Regions from separate parts of the Oryctolagus cuniculus genome. Here region 1 is linked to region 2. A link is a contact called in public Hi-C data. All regions are on one chromosome and are shown on one strand. The core of a region is the stretch at or near the end of the contact, and the rest is flanking DNA. Distances in the headings are between cores, read along the strand shown.

Region 1 (4,183 bases), core at 534-3,033, 60 kb before region 2:
TTGAAAGGTAGAGTTACAGACAGTGAGAGGGAGAGACAGAGGACAGAGAGAAAGGTTTTCCACCCACTGGTTCACTCCACAAATAGCCACAATGGCCAGAGCTGGGCTGATCCAAAGCCAGGAGCCAGGACCTTCTTCTAGGTCTCCCACACAGGGGCAGGGGCTCAAGGGCTTGGGCCATCTTCCACTGCTTTCCCAGGCCACAGCAGAGAGCTGGATTGGAAGTGGAGCAGCCAGGACTCGAACCGGGGCCCATACTGGATGCTGGCACTGCAAAGGGAGGATTAACCTGCTGCACCACTGTGCTGGCCCCTCTCTTCTCAGTTTTAATGATTCAGACTCCCCTCAGTGCTGGGGGTGTTTACTCTCAGGAATGTGTGGCACCTACAGCATTCAGATGGCTCTGCTTATAACACCCACATGTCCTGATCTGAACAGAAACTGAAGATAAAAATGGATTTCTTTGCTTTCCTCTGTGAATCCAGAAGCAGCTTTTGTGCCAGACTCAGAGTCATTGGATGGGTGACGGGACATTTTGCTTAGTGCTTTGTGTGGATGGCTAAAATCATTACACCTTTGCAAGCTTTCTGTCTGATATACTGCTTAGCTGACTTATTGGGGATTTTCCAACTAACCCAGGACCTTGGTGTTTCATCTTTTGGTCTTGATGTTAGTTCTCTCTGAATGAGAAGGTGTGCCATCGTGCCGGTGTTGTTCCTGAAAGCAACTGACCCCACACAGGCAGGCAAGGGTAGGCAGGCCTTCAATACTCTTTTCTTTTCCTGCCAGGAAATTGAAGGACTCCAGTTATTAGCTTTTCTCAAAGACATTGCTTGTATTCCTGGTAATTCATATTTGCTGGTGAAGGTTTATCTGCCACGCCATGAGCACAAAAATAATCACACAAACGTGTTGTATTTTGAGGCATAAAACACCCAAATTGAGGCCGGCGCCATGGCTCACTTGGCTAATCCTCCACCTGCGGCTCTGGCACTGCGGGTTCTAGTCCTGGTCGGGGCACCGGATTCTGTCCTGGTTGCTCCTCTTCCAGTCCAGCTCTCTGCTGTGGCCTGGGAGGGCAGTGGAGGATGGCCCAAGTGCTTGGGCCCTGCACCCGCATGGGAGACCAGGAGGAAGCACCTGGCTTCTGCCTTCGGATCAGCGTGGCGCACTGGCTGCAATGCACCAGCCATAGCGGCTACTTGGGGGGTGAACCAACAGAAAAAGGAAGACCTTTCTCTCTCTCTCTAACTCTGCCTGTCAAAAAAAAAAAAAAAAAAAAAATCCAAATTGAAAGTGGAGAATATGACCCAGTGATTTTTCTGGAGTGTGAAACTTATTTCTAAAAGGTAAGATACCTTTGGAAGGATCGTCGCCTAGTCTTACTTGAAACTGTTAGTTTCTCAGTAAAAACATGCAAAGAGGCACTTTTCCGAACTCCCACTGCCAACTACATATTTCAAGATCAATCACTCATTGAAAACTCCAAACAAGTTTGCTGGGAGACATTCTGGCAACTTTCATCTTGCCTTACTTGTGAAGCCCTTAAAGCGCGTTCCCTCCCTCTTCTGGGTGTCAGAGTGGCCCCGGTGGCCCCGAGTGCCGTTAGTGGTGCATGAAGGGGGAAAGAACTGTTTTTCACAACCGGGGAGGGCAGCCGAGCCATCAGGAGGTTCATAGGGCACCACGCTAGTGACAAATCACAGGAGGTGGTTCCATTAAGGTTGTGAAAACGAGTTTCTCATTGCAGGAACTGGGCTGAGCCACCCATTACCCCCCTTCTCAAACACAAATATTTTCATATAATAAAAGCCTGCTTCGCTATGGTCGTAACCCAGCCTCCATTTCTCCGACCCCACCATTTTAAAGGGGTTTGCTGAGCAAAGTTTCCAGGCTCTATCTTTTTCCTGCACCGTGTCTTGCAGAGGTGAGGAGCCCTTTGGGGTCTCTCGCCGGGTGAGGGGGACAAGAAACACCCACTAGGACCCAACCCCGGCAGCCAGCGGCCCGAGCATGCGCTGAGAGTTTGTGCAGCTGGCCCTGGCTGCCGCCGCTGCCTCGTCCGGACTTGGCAAGGACTTGGGAGGGAAGGGACAGCGGCGCTGGGAGGTGGCTTAGCAGAGACTTTCCAGCAACTGCTGCCCAGGACTTTTTTTTTTTTTTTTTTTCCCCTTTTTTCCCAGGAGGCGGCCGCTGTGGCGGCGGCGGCGGCGGCGGCGAGGGGAGAGGAAGAGAAGGAAGCGTCTGCAGTTTGAGCCCATGCAGTTCTTTGGCTGTGCGGGAGGAGGGTCCCTGCCTCGATGAGTCCCCAGTGTGTGTCCCCGACTGTTCCCCGGCGGGAGTGGGGCGCGGAGCCCTGCGCCAACGGTGAGTGACCGCGCGTCTCGGGTCCTCCCTGCCCGCGGTGCCACCAGCCCGGCGGCTGGGTGCTCAGCCACTTCGAGGCTGGCTTCCGAGCTGACCCCCGCGCCCTGCCGGGGGCGCGCGCACGCGGTGGCGGGGCTGCTGGCCGCGCCGGCTTTGTGCTCCGCAGGCGGCCGGGAGCGCTCCGTCTTGTCTCTCTGAGTGGCCGGGGCCGGGGGAGGGCGACCCAGTGACTAACCCGGCGTCTGCACAGCTGCACCGGCGCCCCCTCCCCATCCCCGCCCCCACTCGGGCTAATCCATCATTCTGGGACCGAAAACCTCATTTCTCACATTGTCCCAAGGAAACCCTAGTCGCCGGGCGGAATCCCTGCTACGCGCTGCGCCCCCTCCGGTCCCCCGTGTTCATGCCCGAGCTGCGGGACCGGGAGGTGCGGACGTGCGAGTTTGGTGGGCTCGGGAGCCGTCCTAAGGAGGAGGGCGCGAGTGCCTTCCGGCTCGCCAGTGGCGCCTGTGACGTCTCCCGGGGACAGCTCCAAGCAGAACTGTCCCCCAGGAGGGGCGCGGGTCGAGGGAGGTTTTAAGGAGTCCCGTGGGAAAGCAGAGGTACCCGCCGAGTGTCCCCTGAGAACGGGAGTTTACTGTGCGCCTTCATTCATCCCCAGAGCCTGTCTTTCCTTTGCCCGGCAGGTGTTATCTGAAGCTGGGTGGGAACTTCTGGGAGCTCAGTGCTGCAGCTTTAACAGGGGCGTTTTGATGAAGGGTGTCTCCGAGGAACCAGGCTTTGGGACCCTCCGGACCCAGCCGGGGACGGAGGGTGGGGCTGGCCCTGGAGGGCTGCCTGCTGACAAGTCCCCTGTTCTCCCCCGCGCCCGGCAGATCGCTCCTTTTTGGCCGGCGAGGATAGGATGTGGTGAAAGGATGGGGCTTCTCCCTCGCGGGGCTCACAATGGCCAGAGAAGACTCCGTGAAGTGCCTGCGCTGCCTGCTCTATGCCCTCAATCTGCTTTTCTGGGTAAGTCAAACAGTTCCACGGCGCCAACAGGTGGGGACGGCTGGACCGGGCTTCCTGAAGCCACCAGATAATGCGCCAGAGGGCATGGCCAAGCATTATTTAATTACATGGGCTCACACCCTCTATTTTTACAGAAGCAAAATTTGACCTTCTTGAAATGCCTTTGATCTAACTCGAGCTACATTTGTAATTAGAAAAAAGAAATCCACCCCTGGATACTAGCGGCAGTAAAATTAGACTTGAAGTTAATCTAGGGATATAAATAAATACACGTGCTTGTACCCGTCGATAAGAAAATTATGACATACTACTTAGGGAACCGCTTGTTTGCAGGACTTTCAGATAACTGTGCAAGCCATACATTGTTTCTCCATGTCACCCTAGCCTATGAAGTTTGGTTGGGACTGGCGCTCTTAATATTTTTTCTTGGTAAAGATTCATACCTAGGTATCCTATCAAAGAAGTAGGTAGGGTTTTCTAGGGGATCCCATAAGTTCTGAAAGGTGGTTTTCGTGTAGCTGTTTCTAAGTTGGTGAAGTGTAAGGAATTTTGTGTATACTTTTGGAAAATCCCATGACTATTTAAGGGAATAAAATACATAAAATTTAAGAAACTCATGGAAATCTTTATGCCCTATGGGTTACCGACTTTTTAATGCCTTATGCTCAGGCATATATTTTCATAAAGTGTTATTAATAATCATTAGTATTTATGTAACATAGGAAAATATAAAAATTAAAACTTACTGCTTCAGTAGGCTGTCATACTTAAGTAGGTACTTTTTTTTATTTTTGCTATTTCTGGG
Region 2 (4,127 bases), core at 1,140-3,639:
TCATGTGGGAGACCCAGATAGAGGTCTAGGCTCCTGGCTTTGGTCCAGTCCAAACTTTGTCATTGTTGGCAGTTTATGGAAGATGTCTCTCACTCTGTGCTTTACCTTTCAGATAAGTAAATAAATATTGAAAAAAGACATTTTGCTAGCCTACTATGAAGTTTCCTCTTTATGAGAATTCCTTGATGAATATTCAAGTTCTATTTGAATAGATCATTATTCCCAGCTTTCTCAGCTATCCATTTTTTAAACAATTTTAAGTTTTTGTTTGTTTGTTTGTTTGTTTTTGACAGGCAGAGTGGACAGTAAGAGAGAGAGACAGAGAGAAAGGTCTTCCTTTTGCCATTGGTTCACCCTCCAATGGCTGCCGCGGCCGGCGCACTGCGCTGATCTGATGGCAGGAGCCAGGTACTTCTGGTCTCCCATGGGGTGCAAGGCCCAAGGACTTGGGCCATCCTCCACTGCACTCCCTGGCCATAGCAGAGAGCTGGCCTGGAAGAGGGGCAACTGGGACAGAATCCGGCGCCCTGACCAGGACTAGAACCCGGTGTGCCGGCGCCGCAAGGCGGAGGATTAGCCTAGTGAGCCGCGGCGCCGGCCAATTTTAAGTTTTAAAAGATTATTCTCTTTTGGGAATCAGTGCATATATCATTAAAGGCATGAGCTTTCCAGGCAAAAAGGCCTTGGTTCAAATTCTAGCTCTAATGTGTACTATTAATTGACCTTCTGTAATTTACTTCCTTGTCTCACTTTCCTCTCCTGTAAATTGGGATCATAAGAGTACCTGCTTGGGTTGTTGAAGAGATTAAATAAAAATGCGGATTGGCAGTACCATCATGAAGTATAGGTGCTTTTAGTCTTCTTACTAAACTGCCATGTAGCACTGTACCCAACCATCTTCTTCAACAAGGACTATATTTAATGTTAAATAAAACATTATAAGGCCGGTGCCACGGCTCAATAGGCTGATCCTCCACCTGCGGCGCCAGCAAACCGGGTTCTGGTCCCGGTTGTGGCGCCGGTTCTGTCCCAGTTGCCCCTCTTCCAGTCCAGCTCTCTGCCGTGGCCCGGGAGTGCAGTGGAGGATGGCCCAGGTCCTTGGGCCCTGCACCCCATGGGAGACCAGGAGAAGCACCTGGCTCCTGGCTTCGGATCGGTGCGGTGTGCCGGCCGCAGCTGCCATTGTGGGGTGAACCAACGGAAGGAAGACCTTTCTCTCTGTCTCTCTCTCTCTCACTGTCTACTCTGCCTGTCAAAAAAAAAAAAAGTAAACATTATATTTAAATTTTTTAAATCTGGTGACTTGAAGTTAGCCATTCATCTTGCTTCCAGCCAACATCTTGTCTCGAGCAGTTTCCTTGTGATTGAAGGGACATTCTCAGGTGATCAAGATTCTGTTTCCTTTCATGTATCTGGACGAAACCAGAGCAGGGCCATGGAGCGTTTGAGAAATGGTGCCCTCTGTGATAGGTCACCAGCTCTCTGCTCAGTCATCGTATCCTAGTCATGGGCAGGAATTCAAGTCCAGGCCAATCTCCAGGACCTTTGTTTCACAGTGGTTGAGATGGTAAAAATGATCATTGTAACCCAGGTTTCCTGTTGGTGTCAGTGCTTCCTGACTTTGTTTACTGTGCATGTGTACTAAAAAAAAAATCACGAAGAGAAAATAAGGGAAGCCCTTAGGGAATTCACGGTGAGCTGTGTTCGGCCACTGTCCTGGGAGGAGCTCTCCAGGGCACTTTGTTTTTCTGGAACTTGTAGTGACTGTGATGATCCAAACAAGTTTGTTTTTTCCTGATGGTAGTGTGTAAGCACTGCTGGTGACACACCCTTGTTCCTAGAGCTGTCACATGGTCAGATCTGCCCTGTCTCGTACTCCGTTTCACATAAAGGGAGGTGGTTCGTACCTCTGAGGACCCTGAACCAGCTTGTTAGTGCCTCTTACACTCGTTTGCAATGAATGCCATAGCCAGACACCACAGACCGGGACTTCAATAATACAGGTTTCTTTCTCCCAGTTTTAGGGCTTGGCAGCAGTCAGGGATCAAGGTGTTGGTGGGGTTGGTCTCCGCTGAGGCCGCTCTCCTTGGCTTGTGGATGGCCGTCTCCTCTCTGTGACTTCACGTTGTCTTCCCGCTGTCCATGACTCCGTTTAGATTTCCTCTCCTGGAAAGGACCTCAGTCCTGTTGGATTAGAGCCCCTCTCCCGTCCCCTGCTCCAGTGTCCTTATTTTAACTCTGCGAAGACCCTATTCCCACATTCGGTCACACTCTGAGGCCCCAGGGGCTTGAATTTCAATGTAAGAATTTGGGTTAGGGGAGGACACATGTCAGCCCATAAAACCCCTCTTCCGAAATACCTCATGGAGCTGGGAATGACCTTGCCAAGCCCAGTTTTCTGACTCATCAGTCAGTGAAGCTTGATGACTCATCAATCACCTTGTAATGGACTCTTCCTTAAGATTTTTTAGGCAGCCTACCTTTGGTTGGCTGGGGGGAAGGGGAGAGTGTTTGACTTCTTGGAACACCCACACACCCACACCCTATACAGCAGTGCCTGGATTCAAATCCCAGCCCTGCTCTTGTTTCCAGCTTCCTGCTAATGCACTCCCTGGGAAACAGCAGGTATTGGCTCAAGCACTTGGGTCCCTGTCACCCACGTGGGAGAACTGGGTTGAGTTCCCAGCTCCCTGTTTTAGTGTGGCCCAACTTCTGCTGTTCCAGGCATTTGGGGAGCTCTTTGTTTCTGTCTGTCTCAAATAAATAAACAAATTAATGAATTAAAAATCTAGATTTAAAAATATATTTATTTATTTTACAATAGTGTTTGGAGCATAAACTTTGGAATAAATAGGTTCTGCTACATACTAGCCTGTGACTATGGTGAGTTGTTTGGCCATTCAAGGGCTTTGTTTATTCATAAGTGGAATGGTGATTTCACTTTCTAGAACTTGACACAGGGTAAGTAAGAGTGGTGCTAACCCACAATGTGGAATTAAAGCAGGTAGGGAAATGACAATGTGATGTCACCACAGTAATGTGTTGGCATGGTATGGGACTTACCAGGGAGTTTTCAGGAAAAGTTTCAGTACAAACTCTATCTTCTCTTGGAGAAGAATGACAACTATTTAAAAAGACAAAAAATAAATTATTTAAAAGAAACTTCAACACAGAACATGATGTGCTTAACCTGTTCAGAAAAGGCAGCTATGTGGAAGGAACACCTCACTTCCTGACACGGCCAGATGAATGGGCTTGTTCCACTGTGCGAGGAGAAGGAATCCTCCAAGAGCTGCCCTTGTGTCATCAACAGAGAGAGGGCTTGTGTCCTTAGCCAGTTAGAGAAATGAGTCTTCTCTAAGAGTAAGGATTTAAAAAGACTAAGTTGGAAATACAGTAGTTTTTTTTTTTTTTAAAACCAAGTGACGTCTTTTTACTTTATATTTTAAAGGATACTCAGTAAGTTATGTAAACTACGTAATGTCAAATTATGTTTGATATACTTGCTGATGGTTGTAGTATACTCATGGCTTTTAGAATTTGACTTAATTTGTGATGCTTATGGTCTATACATAGCTTTTAAAGCAAGTGTACAAAAGATAATACTAAAAAATGTAAAAAAGGGTTTCAAAATTTTAATATTAAATCTTTTAGCAATTCATCATTAATCATCCTTTAAGATGATTTGATTTCTTTTTAAAAATTAGATATTTAGGCATGTGTAGAAAATGCAAAACAAATGCTAGTGGTTTTGCTTGTCTCCTTTTGCACAAGAAGTTCAGAGTTTTTCAAAATTGATTTAAGTTAAGTTTTGAAGGGATGATGGATTGTAATATTTTAAGATGCAGGGCTCATTTTGGGCATACATTGATCTGTGGGGCATAGCTGATTGCCCTTGGCTAAGTTCTCAGTGACTGCCCTGTTCCGTGAAAGAGATAAGAGGAATCGTCCCCTATCCAAGGGCAGAAAATTATTCATCATGGCTAATTGTTTTGAATCTAATCTATAGGTGTCCTGAAGCAGTGCTTCTACACCTTGACCAGAGAAAGCTTTTGCGAATCTTAGGAGAGATGAGACAAGAGAAAGTATATTTTTCTTATTGTAAGAAGTGCAATATAGCTTTTCCT

What was found. Hi-C and Micro-C count contacts between places; a contact is called where the count stands out from the background.
Region 1: a Hi-C map of an unstated tissue shows a contact between it and region 2, with 2.8 times the contacts expected there. The contact joins the promoter of TSPAN12 here to the enhancer-like site in region 2. A contact is called at or near these places in 2 of 6 Hi-C or Micro-C datasets (ear pinna and an unstated tissue).

Annotation. Positions count from the first base shown.
Region 1 is chr3:156,845,906-156,850,088 of mOryCun1.1, reverse strand. TSPAN12 (tetraspanin 12) reads left to right here and starts at 1,783. Exons shown (of 8, transcript XM_017342722.3): 1 at 1,783-1,927; 2 at 2,184-2,367; 3 at 3,243-3,378. The coding sequence starts at 3,313.
Region 2 is chr3:156,786,178-156,790,304 of mOryCun1.1, reverse strand. All of the region lies in intron 6 of TSPAN12 (tetraspanin 12), which reads left to right. Among named protein-coding and RNA genes, the nearest start is that of TSPAN12, 60 kb to the left of the region's middle. Within about 2 kb of position 2,389, at least 2 of the 8 cell types and tissues checked have an H3K27ac peak or open chromatin away from gene starts, as enhancers often do.